Linked DNA regions of Bombyx mori: regions 1 and 2 are each linked to region 3. The links are chromatin contacts, called in public Hi-C maps. All regions are on one chromosome and are shown on one strand. The core of a region is the stretch at or near the end of the contact, and the rest is flanking DNA. Distances in the headings are between cores, read along the strand shown.

The links. A called contact is a pair of places that touch in the nucleus more often than the background predicts.
Region 1: a Hi-C map of middle silk gland shows a contact between it and region 3, with 1.5 times the contacts expected there. The contact joins two enhancer-like sites. A contact is called at or near these places in 2 of 7 Hi-C or Micro-C datasets (middle silk gland and whole pupa).
Region 2: a Hi-C map of whole pupa shows a contact between it and region 3, with 2.2 times the contacts expected there. The contact joins the promoter of LOC101737357 here to the enhancer-like site in region 3. A contact is called at or near these places in 2 of 7 Hi-C or Micro-C datasets (posterior silk gland and whole pupa).

What each region holds. Positions count from the first base shown.
Region 1 is chr18:13,166,781-13,169,593 of ASM3026992v2, reverse strand. All of the region lies in intron 3 of LOC101740927, which reads left to right. Among protein-coding and RNA genes, the nearest start is that of LOC101737357, 24 kb to the right of the region's middle. Within about 2 kb of position 1,488, at least 7 of the 8 cell types and tissues checked have open chromatin away from gene starts, as enhancers often do.
Region 2 is chr18:13,143,214-13,146,319 of ASM3026992v2, reverse strand. It overlaps LOC101737357 (interferon regulatory factor 2-binding protein-like A), which reads left to right and starts at 1,756. Exons shown (of 4, transcript XM_021349330.3): 1 at 1,756-3,106. All of the region lies in intron 3 of LOC101740927, which reads left to right.
Region 3 is chr18:13,206,322-13,209,185 of ASM3026992v2, reverse strand. All of the region lies in intron 3 of LOC101740927, which reads left to right. Among protein-coding and RNA genes, the nearest start is that of TRNAT-CGU, 54 kb to the left of the region's middle. Within about 2 kb of position 1,280, at least 6 of the 8 cell types and tissues checked have open chromatin away from gene starts, as enhancers often do.

The DNA of each region.
Region 1 (2,813 bases), core at 239-2,738, 40 kb after region 3:
CCGCATGGGAAGTTACTATAGTTCGATCATCCTCGCCTTTGTGTCGCGTTTTCGTCTTAAAGCTGATAATTTTTTTTTAACTATCATAAATAGGTAAGGTACAACCAAGCTAAACACTTCTACTCGTGACATGGTGTATGGCATATCGTATGGCCGCATGGGAAGTTACTATAGTTCGATCATCCTCGCCTTTGTGTCGCGTTTTCGTCTTAAAGCTGATAATTTTTTTTTTACTGTCGTAATTAGGTAAGGTACAACCGAGCTAAACACTTCTACTGGTGACATGGCGTATGGCATATCGTATGGCCGCATGGCAAGATACTACAGTTCGATTACTGCCGCAAAACGACGTTACGCTGTGAAGCAATTAATGCTTCGGCCTTATGTTTCAAATTTGGTTGGCAACTCACCTTGTGATCCCTATGAAGCTCCATTAACCACCCGTGCTGCGAACTGTAAATAGGTTAAGATCTATGTAAAACCAAAATAAAAAAGACCCTTACGTTTTGGTACAAAAAACACAAAACGCTATTGTACAATTCGAAACACTATCTGACCCGTCAGTCTACGTAATAAACAATGATAAAGCATAGCCTAAGCCGACGGATCTAGAATCTGCTATCTATCATAACGTCAAGAAGCCCATTATGTTTAAATCATGAACAAACACGAAGAAATTTGTAAGCAATCGATTTAAATATAAACAAAATACAATGAGCGCTACTTACCTGACTTACATACATAGTCACATAATTTTGTTTGGTTTACTACTAAGGTTGTTGGTTTTTGTTGTTGCTGTAGTCTTAGGGTACCCTGCTGGTACATAGGGCCCTCACAAGTTGTTTCCACTTGTCCCTGTCTTGCCCTTGCTCCTTGACGTCTCTCCGACAGGCACCCCAGGTCTTCTCCTGCAACGCGGTTGCCACTCAAACGCGATTGATACTGCGTTGTCTCCGCTGCGCCGTAGTGTGTATTCTATCCAAGCTGACCCTGTACGACTCCGTTTTCGAAAGAGTTCTCCTGTTTGGATGTGAGACTTGGAGACTGACCAAGATACTCACGAACCAACTGCAGGTGTTGAGGTCCGCATATTCTGGCCAGTTATTTACTATCTCTAATAAAACCTCTGGACTAAATGTGGCCAAATCCCCATCGCGCAAGATTACTAAGGTGCTAAGTATAAAACAAGTGATACTATATTTTGGATACAATTAATCGTAAATAATGTTATCACTACAGATAAAATTACAGACCCGAAACAAGTACCCAGGAATAGCTCCAATAACATGAGGATCGCACACCCGTATCTTGTGAGTAAGCGCCGGACGGACTATTATTACTACTATACGATATCCATCTGCCTAACAACAAACTACATCCAAATAGTCTGTGTCTGGTTTGTTGTCACGTTAAGTTCTCTTCGTATTAACGCAGCGGAAAGTTCCCCGGTCGAGTCGTGATAAGTTATCAGCACGAGGCCCGTCCGTGTCCGTCGCACTGTCAACACTCTTATCCGCTCGACTTGTTTACGTATTACGTTTGACATTAGGTAACGTACGTTCCATGCAACGTTTTAATGTTGTCGTAGTATCGGAGGATATATGAAGGGTCCAGTTTTTTGTGTGTGGAGAAAACCAATTTTGCACTGTTTTTTCGTGCTTTAAGGATAATTTTTAATTAAAAAAAATTATACATTATCCCCACAGTGTACCAATTTAAGAGGAGCCACGGTAAATTTCGTATGTAATCCATCGATTCCGATCCAGCGGTAGATTCTGCGAAGCACTAGGTACTCTTGCTAGAGCTAGCGTTAGCAAATTCTCTCACGTTGGGCCAGTGAGATCACCTACCTGTCTGCGCATAGTTGGAATAGCCCCTTGGCTACCATCGAACAGGTTAGGGTTAGGTAGGGAAAAAACGTTCACATCTGAAATATTTCCGGACAGAATACCGCACCGCACGACCTCCACAAGCTTGTCTTCTGAATCCCGTGTGCCCGCATCCTCCTAAGACCCTACTCGTCGGAGATAGATGACGATAGAACAACCGGTCATAGGGTTTGCTACTCACGTGCACCTGACTAGGTTGACGCAGAACCCGGTTTCTGACCCCGGGCGGAAATCGGGCGTCGGGTGTGAGAGTTCACGGGAGTCGTTAGTGCGGTAGGGGCTTAAAAATATCTTTGGGCCCGCGTTCTACTCCCGACATCTGCAGATCGTCAAGTCCCACATACCCCGCGAGCCCCCTAGGCGCGGGCCCCCCGTAGGAGGTTGGCCACCGGCTCGAAAAAAAAAAGAAAGGCCAGACAACTCGTAGAGGAAAGCACTGCACCATTCTCTAACTTTTTCTATACATGTGTGTGACCACACTTTTTCTATGTACACCCAATGCGGTATCTAGATCGTTCCATCCACCCTATCCGATATCTAGATCGCTCAACCTATCCCATTCGACGTGGTGGTATGTGGTAGACACTCGGAGAAATCTCAAGTTAGTTTGGTGTTTAGTTTTGTAACTCCGTTGCTAACAGTCTGCAGTTCAACATTATGTAAATATTTTGACTTTCAACAAACCAGAATACAGAACTTGTTGATGAACAATCAGGTAGGTCAATCATTCAGTCAATAGGGTGATGATTTACACCTTGAAACCAGTGACTGGCAAGATCATCTTAGTAGATAATTATTATATAGATATTAAATAAAGCAATATAGCTATATAGCGAGTAATTGTGTAACTGATATATTTATTTGATAACCAAAAAAAATCTATTTCCGTATAATAATAGTGTTTGTCAACAAACAAGAATTCAA
Region 2 (3,106 bases), core at 507-3,006, 63 kb after region 3:
ACAACCCCAACCCTCTTAGGCTTGATGAAGAGTCTAGAATTTTTGTAGTACGTGCCTTGCGAGTCTACATTATAAAGTAGATTTCAGGATTTTTTTGTTGTTGTGATTTTTCGGTTTTAAATTAATTTAATGTTAGGGAATTTAAACTGATGCTAAAATTAAACAAACTTATGTATAGTTAAAGAACTGAAAAAAAATGCTAAAACAACAACTCAAACATCTTCGTTTTGATCCTCCTTATCGGTACATGATACCTACGCAAATTTTCAAGTTGATCTGACGTTTCGTGGTTGTTGAAAATAACATTAAAAGGTGCGATGACACTATATAGTAATCTTAATGTTTTGGATTGAGGTAGACATAGATAAAACGCACGATTGTTGCTAAGCGATTAACGGAACCTATAAATCATATGATACCTTCGTTGCAGTGCCGAATACGGCCAGCCCGAAACCTAAAGTATATGTATATGATTATAAAGCCCTTAAATAGCATTCCTTCTGAAAAAAAATTAATGTAAAGAAAACAGAACATTAACATATAGACTTTTCTTGATTTAGTGTGTGCAAATTCAGAAATAACACTATATTCATTATAGTGAGGTAATTCAAATTATGTTCCATTGTATTTCTGGACACATTTTTAATTCGTTTTAATGTTGAAATGGAGCTTTGACGCTACAGTTCATCAAACTCCAGTAAATATTTCTACACTTGGATAACACGATTTCAATTAAGTTTTTGTCCGAACTTTATAAAATTGACGTTTTAAACCGTTTCGTTCCAAAGTCTCGTGATTTTACTGTCAATATCAGCTGCCACATCTATGTTCTGTGTTGAATGGTTCAAGACAATGCCCAAGCCTTCTTCCATGTCATCTGGCTAATAATAAATGACGATAATTAAAATTATATGTCACTTTCGGTAAAACTAGCATAACAGGTTAGTAGCAATAGATAGGCTTGACTTTGATTGTCCAAGTATTCCGAATAATATATTGATTACTCGCTTATATGCTTTCAACAGTTTGACCAATGCCGCCAATGTATTACCGTCTATAACAATGAACACTGAAATTTCAAATTGCTATCCGGGTGTTTGATTATCTATCCAGTGAATTAGAAGTGTTGAATCATTCGTACAGTGTATGTTGCCTGCGTTTTCTCATAATCGATTTCCGTTATTCCTCAGAGTCAATCAAGGCTTTGTCTTTTGTTTCTATATGCGCAAATGTGGATCGCACTGCTTGTATGAAGCATTTAATGATTTTGTACAGTGGACGTACTGTAATAAGCTTGTTTTCTACTACAAATACAGCAATACTATTAACGTAATGTCCGTTTTTGGATACTACAGGCCTTCGGGGTTCGGAACCCAAAGCATTTTCTGCTTTGAGTTACATGCTTAATGAAGTGTAACGCTGCGAATTGCAGCGGCCCATCTTTTAAACCGAATCGTATAATTGTCTCACGGCAAAAATAGACAGGACGATAGTACCAATCCGAATAGGCTGACAAGATGACCTTACCACCAGCAACCGTCACATTTCACGGAGGATGCCATATTATAAATAAGTCACTAAACAAAGTTTTCTTATAAATACGTACTACGTAGGTATCACGGGAATATTATCAAAAATGGAGAATTGTATCCATGTAAAAATATAGATAGAAATAGGAGTGCAGAAAGACAAATGAATGGTGGATGAATTAAACGAGTAATTGCAAATAATAACGATGAGTATAAAATGTATAGTAGACACTGATATAATCGCTGATAGAAGATAGTGGATACAGAATACGTTGACTTAATTTTGCAATCCGTCTGTGGAATAAATATGTTAAATTAATGATTTTTTTAGTGATGGCTGAAATCAAACTGCAGTTCACATTACTGAACGATATATATTCGGTCACTAAAAGTACACAAAGTATGACCATATTCAGGTATTGTGTTACAAAATGACGTATTTAGAACAACGTTAAAACTCAAAAACGTGTTAATTTATTATAAGCGATATAATCGTTCTTGTCGACCGTTCACGTTTACCTGGCCGTATAACTGTTTTTTCTCCGATCCTCGGCTGCATACAAAAAGTGATGAGAGCTGTTTCCATTATTATTAAGCACAACAAAAATGAGCGGCAACAAGGCAAAGTGAACGGTGCGACGTTGCCGATCTGCACGCTCGGCTGACTCGTCACGTGACGTCACGTCTCAAGATGGCCGACACACCGGTCGCGTCCCCCCGCTTCCACGCCAACCGGATCCTATCCAGTCGCTTGGTAGTAGTAATAATAATAATTTAGAATGCAGCCGTCAGAAAGGAAACCGACCGAGAATAGATGGGAGAGAATATACTGAAATTTAATGTATCGGACGTGTCTACGTTATATTTTAACGCTAATTGTTATTCTACAACACGCTGTTTACTTTCGTTGAATAACACGGACTATGAATAAAGGGTCGTGGCCGTGTCAGTATGTATGGCGACTGTGTGATTCATTTATAGGTGGTTCTAATTAAACTGACGTAAACAGCGGTTGCGTTATATAGTTCATTTAAAGAACTTGATAATAATACCTTGATTACCATATTAAGATATGGCTACGTGAATACGCTTTTGTAAATAAGCAGTTGCGTTAAATATTTAATTTAAAGAATTTAATACCTATTAATAGCTTGATTACTTTAATTTATGGCTACGTGAATACGCTTTTGTATATTTCCTATTAAGTAGGTACCTAAGACTGGCTAGAAATCTTAATCTATGCCAATAATAAGTAGGTACTTTAATATAGAGTAGGGCACCTACCTACCTTTACTACACCATTGAACTCTCGAAAAATTGAGTAGGTAACCTCATTGCTTTTTTCAATGCGTATTTAGACGGGTTCGTCGTTATCGTGCGATAAGCGCGTCGTCGGGGTCGGGACGAGTGGCGCATCCGCGTCGCGGCTAACGGCTCGTCCTCGTCGCGGTGGCGTGGCGGTGCTGCGCGCGCTGACGTCACCGCTCGATAATGGCTGCCGCGCCCGGCCCCCCCGCCACACACACGCCGCCGAAGCTCAGTCTTTCCTCGACCTCTTAAAGAAGCTAGTGTCTTTT
Region 3 (2,864 bases), core at 31-2,530:
ATCTTAAAAAAAATATAAGTCAAACGTCAACAAAATTAAATATGCTCGGAAATCTAAATCATAATAGCTATATACTTAAGTATACTCACCACAAACGCGTTGCGTTTATTCAAAAGGTGTTCATACGAATGTTATGAAAGTATTCGTCGACCACAAATATTGGTATTCATTCCATCACTACCCAAAATTCCGCCGAGGCTAGTTTTATACTTCATTTCTCTGTGTTTGTTATTCACATTCTCATTCATCATATTCGAAAATACTTAACGATAAATTTTAATTTAGCCGAATGCAGTTTTACGTCAGCGACAAAAATAAGTATGATATGATTACGATTGTATGGTTTAATTTTGAGTTTTATTATATTTTAAAACGTTTCAGGTTTACTTCGACGTATCGAATACTCAAGAGAGCTTGTGATCCGGGACGATTCAGACCTTAATCGGGAAAATGTGTTTTTATTTATTGCTTGGACAGGTGAAAGGGCTCATGGCTTATCTGGTGTTAAATGGTTACCAGAGCCCATAGATATCAAAACGGGAATGCCTCCACCAATCTTACGACATGATTTTAATAATGACTAGTTTTTAATAAAACGGCCGTCATTGTACCTAATTTCTTAAGTAGTATATATAGCCAAAGCCCCGTAAACACCACCCAGATCGGAACAAGCTTAGATCATTTACACTGGCTGTATAAAATCTAAGGGAACAAGCATCGTAAAGGACTCGTTCGCGAAATCTGGCGGTAGGAACTGTAGTCCTATTTCAAGCCCTGACTTTGTGTCTGAAGCATAGTATAGCCGTTATAGGACTGTACAAAAGCAATATCTACCCAGTGCGTATTGTTGTCCGTTTACAATATTCAGAATAAATACCTACTTAATGCGCAACGTAAAGTGAAAATAGTTGGCAGATACCGCCCTCCCTTGACGCTGGACGTGCGTTTGCGTTATATTGTCTTTTTCGCTTGATCGTGATATTTTAGGGACATTGCTGTAATTAGTTGTTTGGAAATCGTATAGGGCCCTTAGTTTTTCTCTTTCCTACAGCAGTGTCAGTTGTTTTTTTTTAATTCTCGAATCGTGTCAAAAGGTTAACAATGATACCGTTACAAATCGTAAATATGTGACATATTTCCTTATTATAATAACAGAATGTTGACCACGTGACACCTTATTGCGCAAACAAGGATGTTGGCTCAGGTGTGGCTTGCGTAACCGTCATACAGTCTACACACCGCGACTATTCCGATGTAGCTTGCACGAAGCCTGCGTGTGACTCACGTCAGCTTCGTTTAGGAGCGGCTGAATCTAATCTTCAAAAGAACAACGTTGCCAGTGTACTGTCGTTTACTTGGTGGCTGATTTTTTTCCTCTTTATTTATTTATTGCATAGATGGGTGGACGAGCTCACCTAGTGTTAATTGGTTACCGGAGCCCATATACATCTACAACGTAAATGCCGCCACCCACCTCGAGATATGAGTTCTAAGGTCTCAGTATAGTTACAACGGCTGCCCCACCTTTCATTCGAAACGCATTACTGCTTCACGGCTGAAATAAGCAGGGTACCTACCCGTGCGGACAAGACCAATAAAAAAGTACGTTTCTTACCTATTCGCTGGTAGCCTAAGGGGCCAGCTACGCGACGGGAGTGGCTGATATAAGTTGACGGCTAATGGTCTCAAGTGGTCACCGGAGTCCACGGGCCATGACGTGAATGAGGTCATCCACGGAACGCAAGGTTGCTAAATGGTATAATGGCAGTCTTATCTATAGTAGTTTTTTTTATTATTGCTCAGGTGGATGGACGAGCTCACAGTCCACTTGGTGTTAAGTGGTTACTGGAGCCCATAGACATCTACAATGTAAATTAGATATAAGTTCTAAGGTCTCAAGTATAGTTACAACGGCTGCCCTTCCCACCCTTCAAACCAAAACGCATCACTGCTTCACGGCAGAAATAGGCAGGGTCGTGGTATCTACCCACGCGGACTCACAAGAGGTCCTACCACCAGATCTTCTGTTGCAAAAAACAATTGTCAATCTGTCGTCCCGTTTCGAATTTGGAAATACTAAAGTTCTGATTGAATAAAATAAATAAAACAAAAAAAGAAATTATCGCACAAAACGCAAAGTAAATCTCTAACGTAAGCAACAACAGCTATGTTAGTATAAAAGTAAAAGTCGATATCGTAAAACGTTCGAATATAACCTAAACAGTGAATCCGGTATACGTTACCAGAGACGAACGAAATGCTTAATGTCCGTGAAATTGTGTTTTTACTGGCTGCCATCTTACGTGAGTCATTGAGCTTTTAGTGTAAATAATACGAGTGTGTTTTTGCGAGGTGTAGCGTAAACAGAAGTTGTCGTGACCTAAAAGACAAGACGCCCGAAGTGCTTGCATAAAGCGATGATCAAGTCGGTGCTCAAATCCGGCATACGGATACCGATTTTTCTGATGAAATACGTACCTTGGATGTGATTACGAATGACTTTCTTCTTCTTTTTTCCATTTTATCCCACTAAGAGGGGTTGGCACAGCTAATTGTTCTGTTCATTCTCTTATATCAGCCGTCATCTCAACACTCACTCCTCTCTCATATCGTCATTCACACACTCCATCCATGTCTTCTTCGGTCCTGCTCTTACCCCTCTACCTTGCACTACCATTTCCATACATCTCCTAGACACATTCATCTTCTCTCTACGCATCACATGTCACTCCACACATCCAACTACACATTCGCATCTCTGCCGCATGCACTCCTCTTTCATGCTTTACTTTCGTCGCCCAAAATTCAGATCCACACAGCACGACAGTTCTAATGATCGTTTTGTAAATAACGAATGACTTTCT